Regions from separate parts of the Mus musculus genome. Here region 2 is linked to region 1. A link is a contact called in public promoter capture Hi-C data. All regions are on one chromosome and are shown on one strand. The core of a region is the stretch at or near the end of the contact, and the rest is flanking DNA. Distances in the headings are between cores, read along the strand shown. Region 1 overlaps Plekhs1 (pleckstrin homology domain containing, family S member 1). Region 2 overlaps Ccdc186 (coiled-coil domain containing 186).

Evidence for each region. Capture Hi-C pulls out chosen DNA fragments and counts their contacts.
Region 2: a promoter capture Hi-C map of adipose tissue shows a contact between it and region 1. The contact joins two enhancer-like sites. A contact is called at or near these places in 2 of 115 datasets of contacts at active chromatin or transcription factors (large pre-B cells and pancreatic cancer cells) and 4 of 9 other capture datasets (adipose tissue, embryonic stem cells, liver and 1 more).

What each region holds. Positions count from the first base shown.
Region 1 is chr19:56,483,945-56,487,772 of GRCm38.p6, reverse strand. Plekhs1 (pleckstrin homology domain containing, family S member 1) reads right to left here. Exons shown (of 13, transcript NM_001164263.1): 13 at 1,044-2,104. The coding sequence ends at 1,925. Among named protein-coding and RNA genes, the nearest start is that of Plekhs1, 24 kb to the right of the region's middle. Within about 2 kb of position 1,867, at least 57 of the 459 cell types and tissues checked have an H3K27ac peak or open chromatin away from gene starts, as enhancers often do. A contact at or near this core is called in adipose tissue, where this site is marked.
Region 2 is chr19:56,799,809-56,803,636 of GRCm38.p6, reverse strand. Ccdc186 (coiled-coil domain containing 186) reads left to right here. Exons shown (of 16, transcript NM_170757.2): 7 at 1,648-1,752; 8 at 2,372-2,470; 9 at 2,638-2,724; 10 at 3,431-3,573. Among named protein-coding and RNA genes, the nearest start is that of Ccdc186, 20 kb to the left of the region's middle. Within about 2 kb of position 1,761, at least 51 of the 459 cell types and tissues checked have an H3K27ac peak or open chromatin away from gene starts, as enhancers often do. A contact at or near this core is called in adipose tissue, where this site is marked.

The DNA of each region.
Region 1 (3,828 bases), core at 618-3,117:
GGAATGGTGCAGTTCACTTTGATGAAATTGTATAACACAAGACACAACCTTTGCCAAGACTGGCCTGATGGCTTTTCCAGCCACCTCTCAGTAGGCTCTTGGGTTGTACTCTTATCTCAATGACAGATAAAGACAAACATCTCCATTCCTAGGTCTGGAGTTGTCCTGCTGTAACCACAGCAAAGAACTGCCATTGAGCCACAGGGTGTGTAGCTGCTTCCAGCTCTAGGAAAGGCGTGGCACAGAGGAAGTGAGATCAGACAGACTCTGAGGAACAGCACAGAGAATGGTGAAATGGTGGGCTTCTCCTGTCCATCTCAGTCACCAGCAACACATACCTAAGCCCAGTCAAGAAGGTTCCGTCCTCCAGGAGAGGTTGTGTTGCTCTCCACAGAGGAGGAAGCAAGGGGAGAAACAGAGCTGTTTTCCTCAGGCCCCGCTCTCTGTTGGAGGTGGGTGGAGCGATGATCATTTGCTTCCTTCAGCATTGCTGAAAACTAACTTGGTCCTCTTCAAGGAGCACAAGTTCTCCACTGAGCCCCTGGGATGATTCGACCAAGGAACTGTGTTCCTTGGTCAAATCCCTCAGGAGTGCATTAGGATACAGATTCCAGACGCCTACACCAGAGCTGCCATATTGGAATTTTGGGTTGGAAGTTTGCCCAGCAATTTTGTTTTGATAAGCAGACATTTTGAATAGGAGAAGCACCCAGAGCGTGGTCCTGACATCAAGACCTCCCCCTTCTCATTCTGTGGCAGGAGGGAGGGTCTCGGCTTGAGGGAGGGTGGCAGGCTGATCACGTGCTGGGAAGGACCTACAGTCATGTTTATCTGTCTCAACGATGCTGTGAGTGGGTGGATAGTCAACTCTAGGTCCTTAGATTCCTCCTTGCCTCCCTGAAGGCACATAGAGAGCAGGGGATACGTGGATTTCAGAGTCCATGAATCCACGTCCACAGCTGGATTCCAGCAGTTTTGCCTTGATGGTTATTTATTTATTAATTTCCTCACCAAAGTGGCTTGATTTCTTATTTATGAGATTTGAAACAGTTGTACATGGCACTTTATTTATTTCCATGGTTTATGTACACATGCACATTTCACACTGGCAATAATCTAGATAACAGAACACGTACTGAATGTCTCCTCTGCGAGCCAAAGGTCTTTACTAAGCTAAACCCACACACAAGGCAAAGGCCAGGGAAATGTTCTTTCTAAAGCTGATACCAGATTTGTGGTTCTGTTCCCCGAACCGCTCAGAACTCAAGAGTCATGAAGATCGAGTATCACTATCTTCCAAAGCCTTCATTTCTTCCCCCTGAAAGGACAGCCTGCTAAGATGCATTTTCTAAATCCCCCTTCGCACCAACAGTCCCCAAGCTGATTAGTGTTCAGCTCACTGCCTCTCTCTCATTCCTGATTACTGAAAGGCCTTTGATTCTTTTGGCTTTGCAGAATTGATTTGGCAATAAACCAATCAATTAAGAGTGTCCAAACATAGTTTCCTATTTATTTTTAGAGCAAGCACATCTTGGCTGGATACAGCTCCAAACTTCCTCAGCTTCCCACTCCTGGGTTGCTGAGCCACAGGAAGTGTCTGGGAGGGTTGCGACACACGTTCACTCTCTTGCATCCCTGAAATGATATGGCTAACGAAGAGCCAGCTGTGTGGACTGTGACCTCGGAAGCACACAGCTATTAATTAGACCAGGGATTTACTGAATGATGTCTGCCGTGTCTGGGGCAGAATCTCAGATAATCAGCCCTTCCGTTTTAACTCTACTCCTTAGTCATTATTTCATGTGGGGCCAGTGGCCCCACTGTTAATTCAGTGGTGACTCAGAGACAGATGCAGCCTTGTCTCCAGTCACACGGCTGTGTGTGGCCCAGGTTCCATCCTTCTGTGTCCTGGGCCTGCAGTAGCCTACTCCCCAGCAGCTTCCTTCTGACTCTTTTTGATGGCAGGGCTCCTCTTTGGTGTCCTCTCCAGTTCTGGCAAATCCCGCTGGACAGACTCAGCCAACTGGTGTCTTAAGGAGCATGCACAGGGGGAAGCGTGGAGCTTCTCTGAGTTTGGGATCCGGCCAATGGAGAGTTTCACTTTCTAAGACAAACCGCCGGAAATAATTAAATGACCAAAGAGTATCTTCAGACTCCCCAGCTCTCAACCAGCCATCAACTATACCCCTTGTGTCTCTCTCTTACCCTCTTGGCTCTCTTGCCTCTCTCTTGCCTCCTTGTGCCCCCTCTCTCCCCATTCCCGTACCTCCTCTCTCCATGTGGCCATGGCTGACTTCTATGGTAAGCCTCTAATCTCTCCTTCTCTCTGCCTTTCTCTGCCTCTGTGACCCTCTTAACTCCCCTTCCCATGCCCTAAATAAAATCTATTCTATACTATACTTGTGTGTGTCTTCCCCTTAGGGGGAAGGGATGCCTTGGCATGGGCCCGCTGAGGCACCCCCTTCCCCCACACCCCGCCAGAGCATATTCTTACAGCTCTTTCTCTTTTGATGATCACAACCCCTTGCGTCTGTTCTTGAAGGAAACCCTACGATGCGCTGCAACGAGCCAAGGGCAGCCGCAGATGATCTGTGCGTTCAAGTGGAACTTGGACTTTTATTTTCTGACATCTGCTGGCCTAAGCTTCTAGGCAGGCTCTAAAATGTGATGACAGCCCACTGTGCTGGCTAGTATTATGTTAGCTTGACACAAGGCAGAGTTATTTGGGAAGTCAGAACCTCAACTAGAAAATGTCCCCTCTAGATCGGCTGGAGGATACGTTTAATTGATAACTGACATGAACGAGCCCAGCTCACTGTGAATAGTGCCATCCCAGGGTGAATGGTCCTGGTGCCATTACATTATTTAAGCAGAACAGGTTAACTACTAAGAGCAGCTTTGCAAACAGCACTCCTCCATGGCCTCCCAGTCACTCCCTGCCCTAATTTCCTTTGGTGATGGGCGATGGTGTGGAAGTATATGAGACATTAACCCTTAGTTCCCCAAGTTGTTTTCTTATAGGAATAGAAGTCTAAGATAGCCACAGCTGCTCCAAAAAAACATCAAAGGGCCCCTGCAACCCTGTCCATCCAAAGGAGACCGCCATATGGGAGAGGGCCAGACAAAGGCAGAAGGAAGAACACACACCATCTCCTCTGCCTCTAAAATGTTGTCATGCTTTCTTCTTGCTCTCTCCAGCCCATCCCTATGCCTGCCTTCCGTCTCTCTTCACTGTGGCCCAACAGATGTGGCTGGCTCAGGCATGTCAGCCACAGGAGATGCCTGCCATTGCTTCCACAGGTCCCTTTCCAACATTTTTTTTTCTTTTCCCAAGAACCACATGTTCGAATTTTAAAAGAGAATTGGCTATCTACTTTTACATAAACAAAGAAAGCCAGGAGTAGGGGAGAGAGCTGAATTTTCTGATCCTCTAGAACAGTGGCTCTCGGGCTTCCACGTGCTGTGACCCTTTAATACAGTTCCTCGTGATGTTGTGACCCTGCCATAAAATTACTTTTGTTGCAACTTCATAACTGTAATTTTGCCACTGTTATGAATCATACTGTAAATATCTTATATTCAAGATATCTGACACGATTCCTGTGAGAATGTCGCTAGTCTTCCACCCCCCCCCCCAAAAGGGGTTGTGGCACATAGGCTGAGAATCGCTGCTCTAGATAATCATGTTGGTGGGTATCCATAGTGGTCAGTCCTATGTAGGAGTTGTTCTCAGGTAGAGCGAGGAAGACAGAAATAGCCCAGGAGAGGAGTCTAGACTGGCAGGTATGATGTAGCCACGCCCAGGCAGAGGGTTAGATGTGAGTCCAG
Region 2 (3,828 bases), core at 512-3,011, 320 kb before region 1:
TGCATGCTTGTGTGTGTATGTGCATGCGTGTGTGTGTGTGTGTGTGTGTGTGTGTGTGTGTGTGTGTATTGAGATGGGGTCCTATACAGGAGAATCTCCAGAAATTTGTAGACTGACTAGCCTGGTGCTTGCATCGGCAACAAGGTGGAAGGTGTGGCCTGACAACTGAGGTCATCCGGTGAGCTCTGTAAGTGGTCAGCTGATAGGTAGAATATAGACAGTAAGCATCCTTAACCTGACACAATGGGATTTGTTTTCATTTATTCAAATGTTCAGTGTTATCTGGCACTCTCACTTGCTGGATTTAGGGTGTTGAAATGGACCAGAACTATATATGTCAGTTGTGTCTTAGTCACAGGAGTGAGGATGCAGAACCACGGTTGTTTATACTTTGTCTAAGGCTCTGTGGAAAAGTATTCTGGTTATTGTGTTGCTATATTTTAAGTGATACTGGCCCCTGACTATCAAAGACCAGTACCTCAAGGTAGATAAGTGCTAGTTATAAGATGTTTATTGTTAAAATGGCATATGGAGTAATGTGTGGAGCCTAGGTGCAGGGCAGATGTTGAAGAGACAAAGGCTACGCTGCCCAAGCATAAGAACAAAAGAGGGTCACTGAGCTGCCCAGAGCAGAGGCTGCTGCCTAGGCCTCACAGGAGCCCAAAGGATCTCCACAGGAGCAGCAGGTGTCAGTCATTACTTTCCTCATCGCTGTACCATAAGGAAGGGAAGTCTTTTTGACTCACAGTTTTGCACTAGAGCAGGAAAGGCATGACTGACAGTTTGAGGGCCTTGATCACGTTGCATCTGCAGTCAGGAAGCTGGGAGAGAGATCACCAGAGAGCAGGAAGCAAGCAAGGAATAATAAGGAAGATAGACTATACAAAAGAAAGTGTGTATGTTTTCAGTGGGAATTGGCAAGGGACAGTTGAAGAGTCAGGCAGTCAGGACTAGAGCAGGTGAGTGAAAAATAAGAATGAGGGAAAAGCAACAGGTTTTGATGAGGAAATCCCTAAAAATCCTGCATGAAGAATGCCATTTAGCAGTCTCAAAGCAGAGGCCATGTTCAGTAGTGTCGTTCAGTTAAAAGGGAGTTTCAAATGGATATCACAGCCACAGCCAGAGACTCTCTGCAATGTGCAAAGAACCGTAGAAGACTGCTTTTCTCAGTGCTGAAGTCATTTAGAGGACTCTGGGGAAGACTGCTGATTAACTTACTGTCCATCAGTCTCACTGTTAGCCATTTTCCCCGTCAGAAACAAGCAAACTGTTAGACTCCTGCTTAATCCCCTTAGTCTAGTGCTACAACAGTGTCCTAGTTAGGGTTTTCATTGCTGTGAAGAGACACTATGACCACAGCAGCTCTTATAAAGGAAAACATTTAATTGGGGACTACATCACTCAGTCCATTGTTGTCATGGTGGGAAGCATGGTGGACTTCAGGAAGACGTGGTGCTGTAGAAGGACTGAGAGAGTACATCTGGGTCCTTGGGTATCAGAAAGGGTGAGCTTTGAAACCTCAAAGCCCACCCACAAGGTCACACCTCCTTGTTGCTGTTACTGAACCCCACAAGCGGGGACCTCTTTGCTCTCACTGTCCTCCACCTCGCTGTGCCTGATGTTGTCTTTGTCGTGTTGTCATTGTAGGAAACCAAAGATAAACTCAAAGAAACAACTACAAAACTAACCCAGGCAAAGGAGGAAGCTGAGCAAATCCGGCAGAACTGTCAGGACATGATAAAGACCTATCAGGTAGGCTTCCTTGGTGAGAAGTCCGTTATCAGAGCTCTGTGCTCATGCACGTTCCAAGTCTGCCACTGTGCAGTGTACGTGCATTTCTGAAGCACTCAGTTAAAATACAGGTTAGTTCCTGTGCTGTAGTACCTGCAGTTCAAGTGGGGAGACGGTCTAGTGGGCAAGCATAAGAACCTGAGCGCCCACATAAAAGCTGAGTGTGGCAGTGTGAACCCCTAACCTTGGCTTTGTCAGGGTGAAGAGAGAGGTGGGTCCATGCAGCTCACTGGCCAGCCAGTCGAGCCAAGTCAATCAAATCAGCTCAAGTTATATGATATCCTGTCTCAAAAATAAAGTGAAGGGCACTTGAGGAAGAGGCTTGGTGTTAGCTCTGGCTTCCATGGGCACACCACATGACTCATCTTATCAGAGACTTTCCCTTCAAAACGTCGTAGAAAACACTGGATTATGTCATACACTCAAAGTGCACTGTTCCTGTTTCTGCTCTGTTAACACTTAAAGTCCTTCAATACTTTCTCCAGTTTTGGCTGCATAATCTATTGCACAGCTAGTAAACTTGATAGCAAAGCTTTGTTTATTTTCAAAGTAAAAGTGTTTTTCATTGTTTTTCCATTAGGAATCTGAAGAAATTAAGTCAAATGAGCTTGATGCAAAGCTCAGAGTTACAAAAGGAGAACTTGAAAAACAAATGCAAGAGAAATCTGACCAGCTGGAGGTGAGTTTAGTTCTTCCGCACTCTCTAATACATCCTGATTGGCTGGGCTGTGACTCAGGAAGAGGAGTGGTGCATTCGTGACTGTCCACAGATAAGGCCTTCTTAGGAAAACCAGGCAGGATACTGCTAGTGCGCCTGTGTCTCTCAGCGATCTGTGTCTCTTCCAGATGCATCATGCCAAAATAAAGGAGCTAGAAGATCTAAAGAGGACATTTAAGGAGGGCATGGATGAGCTACGGACATTGAGAACGAAGGTAAGCAGTTCCTCACTCCTAACTCAGGTGGGATGAACACTCTTAGTTTACTCTGCTTTTTAAGGTGTTCAGAAAGCAATGCTTAGAAATCTTTCAAAATAAAAGAACTTAGGAAAAGACTAGCATTTTCTTTAGCATTTGCACTGCCACTGACTCTTGCTGAGCTGAGGTTATGTTAGTCACTGGAAGTGCTTGCCATGCATCCTTGCTCATGGCACACTTCAGCATCTGCACCTGGAACATCTGGGCTTTGGAGCTAAGGACAGCAGAGCAGTTGGCAGAATGGGTGGACCTTACAGCACCCTTATGTCGTTGGCAGACCCAAAATACTCCTTCTGACTGTATTTAATAGTAGTTTCTAACAATGTTAGTGAATAATCTGTGGTCAGAGTAATCTCCCTCTTAGGACTTACACGCTGGCTCCACGTGCCAGTCGCTTATCTAGAAGTAGGGTTTTGTGCAGGCACCATGACTTGAGACCACAGCACAGTACCGAGTGTCTGCCATGTCTGTCCTGTTGTGTCAGGTGTTCACTGCAGTTGAACACAGGGGAGTTGTTGTCGTTGAGATAAGGACAGCAGCTTCCTGTCTCCTCACAGCAGCTCCTGCAGCACTTGTCTCAGGTTACTCCTGTGTCTGCCCTGTCTGAGAGAGTTCATATGGAGCACGGCGGTCTGTGCTTAGCTTGACTGTGATCATTTCACAGGCGAAATGTCTAGAAGATGAACGCTTAAGAACGGAAGATGAGTTATCAAAGTACAGGGAAATTATCAATCGACAGAAATCTGAAATTCAGAATTTACTGGACAAGGTGAAAATCACAGATCAGTTACATGAGCAGCTTCAAAGGTATGAAATGAGTGGTGTTTAAGATGGTGTCTCTGAGTACAATACTGTATCAAACAGGAGCAATTCTCATAATTCTTCCAGTTAACAATTCTTCAGTTTGTGTCTTTGAACTCCTGTCACGGCTTCTAAAAGTCAAATCAAAGTTTCTATTTCATAAGCACTGACAGGAACCATGCATAGGTGGGGTGGATTTGGTTTATCTGTTCTGTGGCTTCACAGTCTCTCCTCAAATGGGAAGCGTGAGTCTGCACCTGG